Linked DNA regions of Pan troglodytes: region 2 is linked to region 1. A link is a contact called in public HiChIP or PLAC-seq data. All regions are on one chromosome and are shown on one strand. Each heading gives the region's core, a stretch centred on a gene start, on an enhancer-like site or on the middle of the called end of the contact. The rest is flanking DNA. Distances are from core to core; before and after follow the strand shown. Region 1 holds the start of FBXW11 (F-box and WD repeat domain containing 11). Region 2 holds the start of STK10 (serine/threonine kinase 10).

What was found. HiChIP or PLAC-seq counts read pairs in DNA pulled down with a chosen protein or histone mark.
Region 2: an H3K4me3 HiChIP or PLAC-seq map of stem cell-derived excitatory neurons shows a contact between it and region 1, with 3 times the contacts expected there. The contact joins the promoter of STK10 here to the promoter of FBXW11 in region 1. A contact is called at or near these places in 1 of 7 Hi-C or Micro-C datasets (stem cell-derived neural progenitor cells) and 1 of 1 datasets of contacts at active chromatin or transcription factors (stem cell-derived excitatory neurons).

Annotation. Positions count from the first base shown.
Region 1 is chr4:169,661,025-169,668,180 of NHGRI_mPanTro3-v2.0_pri, reverse strand. FBXW11 (F-box and WD repeat domain containing 11) reads left to right here and starts at 4,264. Exons shown (of 12, transcript XM_003310956.5): 1 at 4,264-4,811. The coding sequence starts at 4,767. It overlaps LOC134809992 (a long non-coding RNA gene), which reads right to left and starts at 4,351. Exons shown (of 3, transcript XR_010157047.1): 1 at 4,155-4,351; 2 at 2,218-2,312.
Region 2 is chr4:169,844,498-169,851,511 of NHGRI_mPanTro3-v2.0_pri, reverse strand. It overlaps STK10 (serine/threonine kinase 10), which reads left to right and starts at 1,525. Exons shown (of 19, transcript XM_016954200.4): 1 at 1,525-1,997. The coding sequence starts at 1,842.

The DNA of each region.
Region 1 (7,156 bases), core at 3,015-5,514:
CCCAAAATTAGCTGGGTGTGGTGGCACGCACCTGTAATCCCAGCTACTTATGGGCGGCTGAGGCAGGAGAATCTCTTGAACCTGGGAGACGGAGGTTGCAGTAAGCCAACATTGCGCCACTGCACTCCAGCCTGAGCAACAGAGTTAGACTCTGTCTCAGAAAAAGAAACAAAAAAAAGCCCGGGCACGGTGGCTCAGGCCTGTATTCCCAGCACTTTGGGAGGCCGAGGCAGGTAGATCACGAGGTCAGGAGTTCAAGACCAGCCTGGCCAACATGGTGAAACCTTGTCTCTACTAAAGATACAAAAAAATTATCCAGACTTGATGGAGCACGCCTGTAATCCCAGCTACTCAGGAGGCTGAGGCAGGAGAATTGCTTGAACCCGGGAGGCGGAGGTTGCAGTGAGCCCAGGTCACGGCCACTGCACTCCCGCCTGGGTGACAGGGTGAGACTCCATATATAAATATAAATATATATACATAAAATATATAAAAATATAAATATATAAAAATATAAATATATATAAATATAAAAATATAAATATATATACATATATATATATATATATATATATATATATATATATATATATATATAAAAAGTTACAGGTCGGGGCTGGCAAGCAGGAAATTCCCTACTGGGAAGCCACCACCCTCTGAATGTCCCAGCCCCCTTTGTGTGTGGGGAGGAAGGGATGGTTCTGTAAGCCATTTGCTGCCATGTGCCACAAAGCAAGAAGGAAAAGAAAGTACACTGGAACCAGGATGAGAAGCCCCTTCATTCTGCTGTGTTCCTCTAGTGCTCTCTACTGACAAAGTTAAACACTGTGCCAGCTGGCAGAGAAATATTTACAAGATCCTGCTCCAGTATTTCAAAGCATAGAAAAGAAGGGTAGATTTGGAGCTATGAGGTTATAAATTGATGACAGGCACATACATGTTCTGCTGCAGAAGAATGTATTTGATTACGGAGTGCTGTCCTGAGACCCCAGAAGGAGTGTTACATTGTACGCAGTTTATGTAATGCACCATTGTGCCTTTGTACAATCTAAGCAATTCCGGGTTCTGAACTGGACCTCAGGGGAATCTCGACCTGTACCACTTTGTTATGATCATGTCTTGCAAACCTCAGTGAAGAGCTATCTGAAACACTGTGGGAAAATATGCCTGAGGGTGTTCTGCCTTTGTCTATGACCAAATCTAATCAACAGCTGCCATCAAGCCTGAAGCAATAAGAGCACCTGAGTTCTTGTTTGAGAAGAGGTGAGAGCAAGGTGATAAAGCCTTGGCTCAGCTTGCCTCTTACATAGCTTGGATAAGCCTTCTTTTATCATATATATAGTGTTTATTTATTTATTTATTGTTGTTGTTTTGAGACAGGGTCTTGTTCTGTCACCCAAGCTGGTCTGGTACCCAAGCTGGTCATTCTGTCACCCAGGCTGGAATACAGTGGTGCAATCATGGCTCACTGCACCCTTGACCCCTCAGGCTCAAGTGATCCTCCCACCTCAGCCTCCTGAGTAGTTGCAGCCACAAGCGTGAGCCACCATACTTGGCTAATTCCTATGTATGAGCTTTTAACCCCACTGAGCTCCTGGAATTTGACCTAATAATATTAGTACTTTTTTCCTTTTAAGGCAGCACACAATTTTCTTTTCTTTTTTTTTTTGTAGATCATGGTGCAGCCACAGAGATGGCAGCCCCTCCCCATGCTCCCAGGTATACGATTTTAATAAAAGGACAGAAACCTTGATTTATCTCCACTACAGTTCCAATGCCAGGGGATGCAAACTCAAATATCTATACAGGTTAGGGATGCAACTTAAATGAGTGAAGCATGCAGATACAAGACAAAAAGGAGTGATGGCAACTGTGGAAAACCATAGAATATATGCTTAAATAAAGGTAGTTGCTATTTAACCCCTGCATATTGTTGCCATGTAGATCTAATTGTCAGATATTCTAATTTTTCAAGAAAAGCTGGAAATTCAGATTTTTAAAACCTGAATATCAAATTTTAAAAACAGTAAAAAAGACGGTATAGGACAAACATATGTATGTGCTGGGGTGGGGGGCGGGGGAGAGGGTCACATCCAGCTTGTGACTCCTACCCCATGCCTGTTTTTATACCCCTGTACAATCCCTTCCCACACTGACTATGGGTTTGGCCATACTACTAGTTTTGGCCAACGGGACATTACCAAGTGTGGTGCATACCAGAGGTTTGATAAGCATTTGTTCACTGGGGCTTGTCCTTTCTCAAGTCACTATGCAGACGTTTGAATGATAAAAAGCCACAGGGAGGAGAGGCCCTAGAAGATGAAAAGTCATTTTGAATGAGTTCCCAGCTGATTGCATGTGGGCCCCGGCTGAGCCCGGGTCAGCCCACACAATTGTAAAATCATAATAAACCATTGTTATTCTAAGCTACTAAGTCTTCGGCGGTTTGTTGTGTTGCAACAGGTAACTGAAATAGAGGTCATATCTAATCCCTTTGTTTTACTAATGAATGTCCTAAGGGCCATAGTGGAAGGGACCTGGTGAAATTCAGATAGCATGACAGTGGTAAGAACTTTCCAATTCTGTGCTCTTCCTATTGCTTTTCTTTCAATTCCCTTGGTGAAAAGCACCAGGTAAGGACTATGAAACTTCAAAGTCTACCTGCAGGGAACTTATACTGTGTCCTGAATGCATGCAAATTACTGTAACTTGGTCCTTGGTAATGGAAAGATTTCTAGGTCATCCAGCCTCTTTGACTTTATAGGTGCAGAGAATGCAAAAATACTTTGAGAAAGTGAAAAGCAGTCTCTGATATCTGGAAGCTGGCCTGGTACAATCAGCCATGCCATGATGTTACTAGACCACAGCCTGGCCCTTATAGCTAGGCTTTGTGTTTTCCTGTAGAACAAAAACAATTCCAAAGAACATCAACATCAGACGAGGTCATTCTGTGACCATGATAGATCCAGACAAATACAAGACCACTCTATAATCGGGTCTAAACACGATAAAAAGATAAAACCTGATGATTGGCCAAACCACAAAAAATGACTCAACATCCCCACTTGGCTAATATGAGGGAGCTGCTGCTGCACTTTTTTTTTTTTTTCGTTTTTGAGACAAGGTCTGGCTCTATCACTCAGGGTACAGTGGAGTGGTGCGATCTCCATTCACTGAAACCTCCACTTCCTGGGCTCAAGCGATCCTCCCACCTCTGCCTCCCAAGTAACTGAGATGACAGGCGCGCACCACCAGGCCCGGTTCATTTTTGTATTTTTTGTAGAGACGCGTTTCGCCATGTTGCCCAGGCTGGTCTGGAACTCCTGCGCTCAAGCAATTCGCCTGCCTCGGCTTACCAAAGTGCTGGGATTACAGGCGTGAGCCACTGTGCCCGGCCAGGCTGCTGTTTCTTTATCTGCACAGCTTTAGCCTCAATCTAGAATTCCCTTCCTCTAGATAAGATGAACTGAGATGCTCAATCATGGAACGACCCTCTCTTCCTGACAGTATCTAATCCAGTGAAGCTCTCACTTCCTTAAACTCTCTCCCAAATCACTAACAACTCTTACCGAGAGGCCCTATCGTGCCTCAATGTGTGTTCTCAGTCACTGCAACTAGTAATAAACCCAGCTTGTTCAACGATCCGTGTCTTCCTGGTGGGATTTGGTTAGAGGGCACGGACAGACTTAAGTTACACAGAGTTGGAGGCTGAGTTCACTAGAAGGAGTCTCCGCTTGTGTGTTCCTTCTTAGCCACTCTTTTGGTTAATGTCTGTCGTCCCTCTACCAGAATTAAGCTCCATGAGAACAGGAGCCTTGTCTGTCATGTTCAGAGCTGATTCTCAGCGCCTAGAACGGTACGCAGCGGAAGCTGGATGCTTAAAAAATAACCATTTTCTGAACTAATGAATGAGGGGCTCGATATACGCACGTCCCCTTTAATCTCGCAGCTCCTCGCAGATCGTGTGACATACAGACAGCACCACAGCACATTTCCCAAAACCCCGTCTTTCCCGAAGAAATCTCGAAACTCTCACTCCTGGGATGCCCATCCTCTCAGAGCCTCTTCCCCAGGCCGAGCTTCTCTCACTCGCTGGCCCCTTTCCACACCTGAGCCCCAGGCCTATACACCTTCCTAACGCCCCTAGAACCCACCTGTCTCCACCATCTGCCCCTACCATCAGACACTGCCGGACGGGCCGCGCAGCTACCTAGGCGTCTAGGGGGCACTGCGGCATGGACCGCGCATGTGCGGAAATGGGTCGCATACGCAGGACCTCCGACAAGTGAGGAGTTGCCTCGGAGTTTCCGTCCCGGTCTGGGCAGCCTTGGGCTGCCAGGAAGTCAAGAGAAGCTAGCCGGAAGGAGAACCCGGGCGCACGGCTTTCTGGGACACGTAGTCGTGGCGCTCTCGAGGCCCTACCATGAGCAAGCTCTTAACTCTTCAGGTCTGCACGTCCTACGTCCACAGTCCAGTGCTACTCTCAGCTCGGAGTTCAGCTTCGGGCTGCCAAGAGCCAGCAACCTGGTGTCAGAGGCTCGGTCCCACAACGCTCTGCGGGCCGCGGCGCCTGCTGGGAGGTGTAGTCCCCGATCTGCGTACTGCGTTCGCCGAGGGGGAGGGCGGAGCTGCCGGCGGCCCGGGCGGGCTGGCAGCTAGAGTGGGTGCGATAGCCGCCTCCGCCTCTGCCGCCTCCGCCGTCGCCTCCTCCGCCCGGGCCGTTCGCTGCTGCGCGGGGAGAGCGAGGCGGGGCCGCCGGGGCCGCCATGGAGCCCGACTCGGTGATTGAGGACAAGACCATCGAGCTCATGGTGAGTGCGGCCCGCTGGACCGTCTGTGTTTCCGTCCGTCCGGCCCCGGGCGGGCCTGCCCACCTCAACGTCCGGTGCGAGGCCGGCTCTGGCCTTTCCCAGACGCCTCGACCCAGACCCGGGCCCCCAGCCTTCCCTGGCCTCGGACCTGGCGCGGGCTCCTCTGATCCCTCGACATCTCCGGCCGGTCCTGGCCCGGCCCCCTCCATGCCCCTCGCTTCTCCCCCTCCCCCTGGTCCCGTCTCCGGTCCCAGCTCTCGGACGACCCTCGCTCGTTTATGCTGTAGACTTAGGTCGCACTCGCTCTAGCACCCCATTCTCCTTCTTTTAGAAAGGGATTTTTTTTTTCTTTCCTCTGTTTCGGCCCAGGCCCGCACCGCGCTTGCAAGCCCCACTCAGGCCGAGTGAGATGGTGGGAAGGAGTACGGAGATGGGTTGGGGCCGCCTGGGCCTCCGCGTCCTAGGAGGGGTCTCAGCACCCACTCCCCAGCCTTAGGTCTGTGTGGATGCCAGGATAGGCCCTACAGAGTTGGGGGGAGGGGGGGCAGGGAGCTTTCGGGTTTGAGGCTGTGGCGGATAAGGAGGCCTCTTTCCCGGGCCCTTGTGGTGTCCGGCTTCTCGGACAAAGGGTTTCCTACCCGGCAGAGAGGGATGTTTGCATAGCAAGGCCCCAGGTACTCTGGATTCCATCCTCCAGGAAAGAGAAGGCGCAACTTCACGTTTTCCAGAGCTGCTTTGGGAAACTGGAGATGACTGGGGAGGGAGCCATCCTCATCACTGCCGCGAGTTCTTTCTTCTCAGAAAAAAAAAAAAGAGGGGAATCCTTGGCCCCAGGGGGAAGCGACCACTCTTCTGTTAGAAACCACTGGCAGCCAGGCCAGACTCCCGGTCCGTGGACACCCTCCACCCTCCTCCGAAGCTTTAGGATTTGAAACCAGAAGGGGTTTTTAGGAACAGGACAGTGAGAGAGTGGCTAGAAGTGAAGAATTTGCTAATTGATGGATGATTTGGTGGAAGAAATAAAATATGGCCGATATTACCTGCCAATGTGAACATGAGGGAAATCAAACTGGGCTCTGGAGAGCTGGGAAGAGGAAGTCTGCATCAGCAAATGGACATGTCCAGGATTTCTTCCTGTGGAAGCCTTGACAGTTTCTTTGTATCTCTCCTAACACGGTAACAACTTCTTCCCCAGGGTTGAGAGGAGAGGTGGAAGAATCTACTTAACCCAGCAAAATGTTTTCCTAGCCAGATTTTCTTCAGTGTGAAAATGTTTATTGAGTCAGTGATTCCACTGGGTAGGGTTGGTGACATCAGAGCCACTTCCCCCATTTAACGCTATAAATAATAAATGGTGACACTGAAAGTCTGTTGGATAGCTGCATGGTTTCTGTGGATGATGGTGTCTGGGGAGTTGAGATGCTTGTTTTAAAAATGGAAGTACAGTAGCATAAATATGGAGGCAGCTTAATGTTTGCTGTCCTTTGCATAATTCACAGAACTGGACTTCTCTAGCATTCTTGAAAACTAGGAGGGAAAAAAAGAAACTGATAGTTTTTGATTTTTGCATGCGTGTGTGTGTGTGTGTGTGTGTGCGCACGTGGGGTTGTTTTCAAAGGGATGTCACATACTGAGTGATTTTTCCTTTTCAGCATAATTTATCATACTTGTAGTCAAGTGTTTGGTATTCTGTAACTTTTGTAGTGGGTTATTTTGGTAACTATCTTAAATCGACTAAGTATATTACATATTCTTAAGAATGTACACACAATGCATGTACTTACAACAGAAGTACTTCATATCGAAAAATTGTAACTTGGTGCCTCTTTGAAATTGGCTGTTCCCAGCTCCTTCCATTTCTATTCCTTTAAAAAATAACGAAAATGTATTTATTTTCAAAAGAATTATAAGAAATACGTTGTAACCCAAGTCAGTGTATGGTTACAAAATAAAAAAATAAAAACCTTTGGCCTAAATTCACTGGCTTCCTATGCTTATAACTTAAAAAGTTTTGATTTTACATGATAGCACTTGGTTTTGATCAGAAAAGAGATTTCAGCCTGTTAAGGACATTATAAACTGGGATTTAAACTGGAATTCTTTGAAAATTTAACAGAGTTTAGTTATATTACGATTAATTTTAAAATGGCCTTTTATTTAAGGATTTTGATATTTCCTGAAAGGGATATCAGTTAAGACTCTTAGACAACCCTTATCATAAATTAAATATGTGTATTTATTTTAGTAAAGTAGCACAGGTGCTTAACAACTGATTGAGTAAATCCAGGATCAAATGTAGGAAATAATGTCTTAGAATCTAATTGCATGTGGCTTTCTGTTTTCAC
Region 2 (7,014 bases), core at 276-2,775, 190 kb before region 1:
CTTTCTTCCTTTCCTTTCCCTTTCTCTTTCTTTCTTTCTCTCTTTCTCTGTTTCCTTTCTCTCTCTCTCTCTTTCTCTCGCTTGCTTGCTTTTCTGGAGCTCTCAGAGCTGGTCAGAGCCCTCCAGGCCTACAGCTTTCGTGGAGTCAGAGCCTTCATCTCCTAGTATGGAAGCAACCCTCTTGGTCTCCCCACCCGCTTCGTACAGTTGGCCAAATGGTCTGAAACAAATGAAAGACCTGCCTTTCAGCATGTTTTGGGAGGTTCAGACAGCGCCTGACTCAATGAGAACGGTCAGCGACGAGCGGCATTTCCTTCTTTTAAAGACCCTCTACAATTCCAGGCACTCCTGCAGCTGTGGAAACATTCCGAACGGCTTAGCAACCTTTAGTCAGGACACCCTCTGCGCCGACCACTACCAGCATCGCAGGCTTCTTGAGCTGGCCTTCCCAGTGGAAAACCATGCTTGGTGTTTGCACACTGCTCAAAGGATGTTTTCGAACAAAGCACCGAGGAAGGGGCGAAAACACCTCAACACAGCCGTTCTCTGGGGTTGGAGCTATTGAAGTGTGACATTTGCGAAGACTCAACTTGTTTATGACACGGTCCAAATAATAACCCTTGCAGACTGCCCGCCCCACCCGCCCCCCAGCACTCTCCTTAGATTCAGGTAAAAGCATGTTATAACCGTCTATAGGACAAACAGGCAACAGTAGCAGTGAAGTGACTCAAGTAGCCAGGATCGAGAATGAAGGTGCTCAAAGAAGACTAGTTTGATCTGTATGTAGTGCGCTCATCTTTTTTGAAACTAGGAAATTAAAAATTAGAATAAAGTTTTTATTTAATATGCAAATACATCCGCAAACCCATCAGGAAACATAAGAGAAATCAGTGCCAAAGGAGCTCTTTCTCCCAGCCCTCTAATCCTGGCAGGTTTGTGGATCGCGGACGGGGAGCCCCTGGAAAGGACCGCGCCGGGAAGCCGGGCCCTGCAGGGACTGGCCGCGGCTGCACCGGCGTTGCCCGTCGCACACTAGGAGGCAGCACCGCGCCGAGGAACCCGCAGCAGACGGGCAGCCAGCGTGTGTGCCTGGGGCGAGTGCCCTCGCCTGCCGGCGTCCCCATCGGAAAAGTGGGGGCGAGGGCAGCCTAGCGGAATAGCTGCGGGAGGATTAAATGAACGAGTGCAGGTTCACCTTCTGGGCGCTGACAACGATCCGTGGGCTCTCGCGAAATGCCAAGTCGCCGTCCCGCTTGCTCCCACAAAAGTTTTGGGAGCCACGCGGCGCGGCTGGCGGGCTCCTGAGTCCATGAGCGGTCCCACCGAGCGGTCCCCGAAGCTTCCCCAAAGCCCAGCCCGCGGCTCGCGGAGCGTGGTGTGGGGGGACTACAGTTTCCAGAGTGCCCTGCGGCGACGGGCGGAGCCGGGGAGCGCCCGCAGCCAATTAGGGGGTCCCGGGGCTCTGCCGGGGAGCGGCAGGTGGAGCCGGGCCGGTGGGCGGGCGCGGGGACGGTCCCCTGGAACGGGTCCGAGGCTCTCGCAGGCAGGGCTGGGCCGGGCAGGAGCTGCGAGGCCGGCACAAGGGAGGCGGCCCTGGGGACCTGACAGGGCGAGGGCGGGGGCGGGGACGCCGCCGCCTGCGCGGTTCCGGGTGCTCCCGGCGCGGCGCTGCCCAGGGCACACTTGACCGAGGTCGGGCTGCGGGGAAGGGCGGGTCTGGGGAGAACCCCGAGAGACGCGGCGTCCTCCAACTCCTCCTCCTTCTCCTCGCGGCCGCCGAAGCCACAGCCCGAGCCCGAGCCCGAGCCCGAGCCCGAGCCGGCGCCACCGCGCCCCCGGCCATGGCTTTTGCCAATTTCCGCCGCATCCTGCGTCTGTCTACCTTCGAGAAGAGAAAGTCCCGCGAATATGAGCACGTCCGCCGCGACCTGGACCCCAACGAGGTGTGGGAGATCGTGGGCGAGCTGGGCGACGGCGCCTTCGGCAAGGTTTACAAGGTGAGGGCGCTGAGGTGGGTGGCCGGACGCGCGTCGAGGGGCTCCGGAAGGAAGGGATGCCTGACCCGGACCCGGCCAGCCTGGCTCCGGCTCCGAGGGCTGCCCGGCGCTGAATTCGGGGTCCCTGGCCCTCATCCCGATGACTCCTGTTTTTTGGGGGGAACATCACTCGGCCCGGCCGAGTCCCTGCGCTCTGGGCGCCCCCTCCGGGCACGGTTGCCGCCCCCACCCTAGCCCTGTTTCGGAGCACTTCCTGTGTGTCCTGCACTGCGCTCGGCGCCGCACGAGGAGACAAAGGGGCGTTGACAGGACCTCAGCATCCGAGAGGGCCACTCGAGGGACCTTCCAGGGACGTTCCGTAAAACGGCGATACGGGCACACTTTTTTTTTTAGAGAGACCACACAGATGCTGTGGGAATATCGAGGCGATGTGGACCGAGAAACTCGGCTGCGCTTGGACGGGCTGGGAGCTAGGGACACATCTGAAGATGAGCCAGAGACAGGGAAGTGGGGTGGGCGAGGGGTGGCCCATGGACTGAGAGGTGGGGCTTGGAAAGGTGGGTTGGGGCTGGGCAGAGGGGGAGGTCAGGATCTGGTGAATGCTGAGCCTGGGGGAACAGATTTGATTCCGTCGGTCTGAGTCACAGCTGGGGAGTCTCCCAGCCTGCAGTCACCTCTCCCCTAGAGGAAGACGCGGCAGAGAGCTTTTGTGGAGTGGGTGGGGCACAGCTGATTGAGTCTAGAGAAGTGTGGCAGCAGGACGTTGGTTTCTGCTCCTGGGAGCTAATTCTGAGGTGGTGAGTTGTTTTAGGGAGCCAACACCTACAGCTTGACTCCCCCCTTTCCCCTAAGAAAATTTTTACTGGGAGACTCCTACTTGTTAAATTGGTGTATACCTCCAGGAGAGCACCTCTCTTCTAAGCCACTATCCTCCTCCTTGGGGCTCCTGTAGCTTGTAGGCCACTCTGACCCTAGGATTGTCGTTCTATGAGGCTGGACCACAGAGAAGGCTTCTCCAGGCCTTCTCCTCTGACTTGGAAGTGGTCTATCGCCTAGTTACCGAAGTAGTTCCTAGATGACCGGTGTTATAATAGCATCATTTGGGAGCTTGTTAGAAGTGAACAATCTCAGGCCCAGCCCCGACCTGCTGAATTAGAGTCTACGTTTTAATAAGATCCCAGGTGATTCCTAAGCAAATAGGTTTGAGAAGTACTTCCCTAGAGGCTTGGAGTGGTGGCAGTTTTTCTTTTTTCTTTTCTTTTTTTTGAGACAGGGTTTCCTTCTGTTGCTCAGTCTGGAGTGCAGTGGCCCGATCTCGGCTCACTGCAACCTCTGCCTCCTGGGCTCAAGCAATTCTGCTGCCTCAGCCTTCGGAGTAGCTAGGTCTACAGGTGCACACCACAGCCCGGCTAATTTTTGTATTTTTTGTAGACTTGGGGTTTCGCCACGTAGCCCAGGATTGTCATGAACTCCTGAGCTCATGAAGTCAGCTCGTTTCAGCCTCCCAAACTGTTGGGATTACAGTGGTGAGCCACCCTGCCTGACCTGGAGCGGTGGCAATTTTGAGACCAACCAGGCCCACTCAGTGCCTTTTTTTATTTTTATTTTTTGTGAGACGGAGTCTCACTCTGTTGCCCAAGCTGGAGTGCGGTGGTTTGATCTCGGCCCTCACTGCAACCTCCACTTCCTGGGTTCAAGCAATTCTCCTACCTCAGCCTCCCAAGTAGCTGGGATTGCAGGCACACACCACCACACCTGGCTAATTTTTGTTTTTTTAGTAGAGACGGGGTTTCACCATGTTGTCTAAGCTGGTCTCGAACTCCTGACCTCAGTTGATCCACCCACCTCGGCCTCCCAAAGTGTTGGGATTACAGGCGTGAGCTACTGTGCCTGGCCTGGTGCCTCTTTTGTTTCCTTGCCACCTCCCCTCTGAGCCCACACTTCCTGTTACGGGGTAGGGAGAGGTCTTGTGGTCCGAGAGGCAGTGCTTTTGGACTGCCCCGACTTGCTGTCCTCCTTTGCCTGAGGGCCTTGCCCATATTTGAGGGCAGCCAGCTCACCCTGTCCTCAGCACGTCTTTTCTTCACTCTCCTCAGAGCTGCATCTTCTTCCTGGTGGCACCAGAGAATGACCCTCAGCCTTGCAGCTCTCTCTGGACACTGCCAGTGTCCTTGACTGCCTTAGACAGAGCCTGCTCCTGCAGCTGTGCTCTGACTACTGTGAGGGCAGCTGGACCCCTGTGGGCAGCTCACCACAGGACCCACTTTCTCCAGAAGGTTCAGTTGGTGTTTTTAGCGTATGCTAAACATATGGGTTTTTTGGGCCGGGCGTGGTGGCTCACGCCTGTAATCCTAGCACTTTGGGAGGCTGAAGCAGGCAGATCATGAGGTCAGGAAATTGAGACCATACTGGCCAACATGGTGAAACCCCGTCTCTACTAAAAATACAGAAATTAGCCGGGCATGGCGATGCGTGCCTGTAATCCCAGTGTCTCAGGAGGCTGAGGCAAGAGAAACGTTTGAACCAGGGAGGTGGAGGGTGCAGTGAGCTGAGATAGCGCCACTGCACTCCAGCCTGGCGACAGAGCGAGACTCCGTCTCAAAAATAAAACAAAACAAAACAAACATATGGGTTTTTTTTTTCTCCGTTAGGGGCTTTCAATTGCATTCTTGTCCCCTTCCCTGCAGTGTGTCCTGGCTTCACAGGGTTCATCTTCCTTTAAACTTAAACGCAGAACTTTGCTTTCATGCTGGTAAGATTTCCCCTTGTCATTTTCAGTTGTGTTTCCTCCTGCTTTCGTCCCTTAAGACTCCCCTGCTACTCTGAAAGTTTCATACAAAGGAACTCATCCGATTCACAATCTATACTGTCTCCTCTTGGTTCTCCAAAGCACGTGGAAAGTCAGTTTTTAAAAAAGTGACTCCAGGGCCAGGTGCTGTGGCTCACGCCTGTAATGCTAGCACTTCAGGAGGCCGAGGTGGGTGGATCACTTGAGGTTAGGAGTTTGAGACCAGCTGGGGCAACATGGTGAAACCCCACCTCTACTAAAAATAAAAAAATAAAAAATTAGCCGGGTGTGGTGGCGCATGCCCTATAATCCCAGCTACTCGGGAGGCTGAGGCAGGAGAATTGCTTGAACCCGTGAGGCGGAGGTTGCTGTGGGCTGAGATCATGCCGCTGCACTCGAGCCTGGGGGACAGAGGGAGACTCTGTCTCAAAAACAACAACAATAAAAACAAAAAGTGACTTTAATTCTCAACGTTGTGAGCTGTCTCCACCACAGCCCTCTCCGCCTACCTCCGAATCCACCATTTTCTCTTAATTAAGGGTGAGCCAGACCAAGAGAGCTGTGTGATTGCTGATAGACCTGAACAATCTATTGTGTTACCTACTTGGCCTTAGCATGTACCCCTCTGACCTAAGCCAACCCCATATGCCCCGGTGCCCAGAGAAGAGAAGGTACTAGAACCCAGGGCTCTGGGCTTCAGTTGAACCCTTTTTCCTTAGTCACCAGCTAAGGAAGACCCATCCTGGATCAGAGATCCCTGTCACCCAGGCTGCCTACTCGAGAGGTGCTGTTTACTCACCCCTCCTGCTTGAAGTCGAAGTAGGTATTGCTTTTACTAAAGACCCCTCTAATCAAGGACCACGACTCCTGCCCACTTGGTTTTCCCTGGCCTGGTCACTGAAGTAACCCAAACCAAAAATTCATCTTGGTGTTATGGCTGGAACCAGAGATTCCATTTTGACACGGCACCTGAGAAAGCAATTGGCAGGGAGCTGAGGAGGGACTGCCAGTAGCACTGTTTTTCTTCTGACAGCCTAAGTGTTGAAGGCTTCCTGAGGTCTTTCTGGGCCTTGGAAGTCTGAGTTTGTCACAGTGTCAGGAGAGGACTCTGACTCCAGATTTCCTGAGGAGTCTTCACAGGAGCAGTCTCCGAGATATCAAACCTCTTTTTTTTCCTCCTCTCCCTGATAAGCCTTAATCTGTCTGCCTCAGGAGAAAAAGAGGAGGATAGGATTGATTTTGTGCAAAGTCAAGCTCATTCTCACTCAGTGCCTATGTGAATGCAAATTGGTTTCAAAAGAAAACCATTGCTAGTTAATTACTAGAATACAAAGTAGACTGTAATCCCAGCACTTTGGGAAGCCGAGGCTGGTGGATCACTTGACGTCAGGAGTTCAAGACCAGCCTGGCCAACATGGTAAAACCCCATCTCTACTAAAAATACAAAAAATTAGCTGGGCGTGGTGGCGCATGCCTGTAAGCCTGTAATCCCAGCTACTAGGGAGGCCGAGGCAGGAGAACTGCTTGAACCTGGAAGGCAGAGGTTTCAGAGAGCAGAGATTGTGCACTCCAGCCTGGACAAGAGAGTGAAACTCTGTCTCAAAAAAAAAAAAAAAAAAAAAGTAACGTTTACAAGCTATATGGTTTCAAAATTCTTATCACTGAAAATAATCTTCATTTTGAAGAGGAGGTAGAAAGGGGAAAAGGTGATAGATTGAGTGGGAAAAGCTGACTTTAGCGGGTGTGCTTGCTGTGATAGCAGCAGCCAACACAAGTACTCATGCACACAATGTGGACAGGGAGCATGGAGAAATGAAAGGAGTTGGGTTAGCAGGCTGAGATGATTTTTCTGCTTCTTTTTGTTTGTTTTTAGAGACAGTGTCTTACTCTGTCTCAAGGACTGGAGTGCAGTGGCACCATCATTGCTTACTTCAGCCTCGAACTCCTGGGCTCAAGGGATCCTCCTGTCTCAGCCTCCAGAGTAGCTGGGACTACAGGCACACGCCGCCACACCTGGCTAATTTTTAAATTTTTTGTAGAGATGGGGTCTCACTATATTGTCCAGGTTGGTCTTGAACCCCTAGGCTCAAGTGATCCTCCTGCCTCAGCCATCCAAAGTGCTGGGATTATAGGTATGAGCCACTGAGCCTGGTATCGTTCTTAAAAATTGCTTTGCCAGCCTGAGCAACATGACGAAACCCCATCTCCACCAAAAATACAAAAAATTGG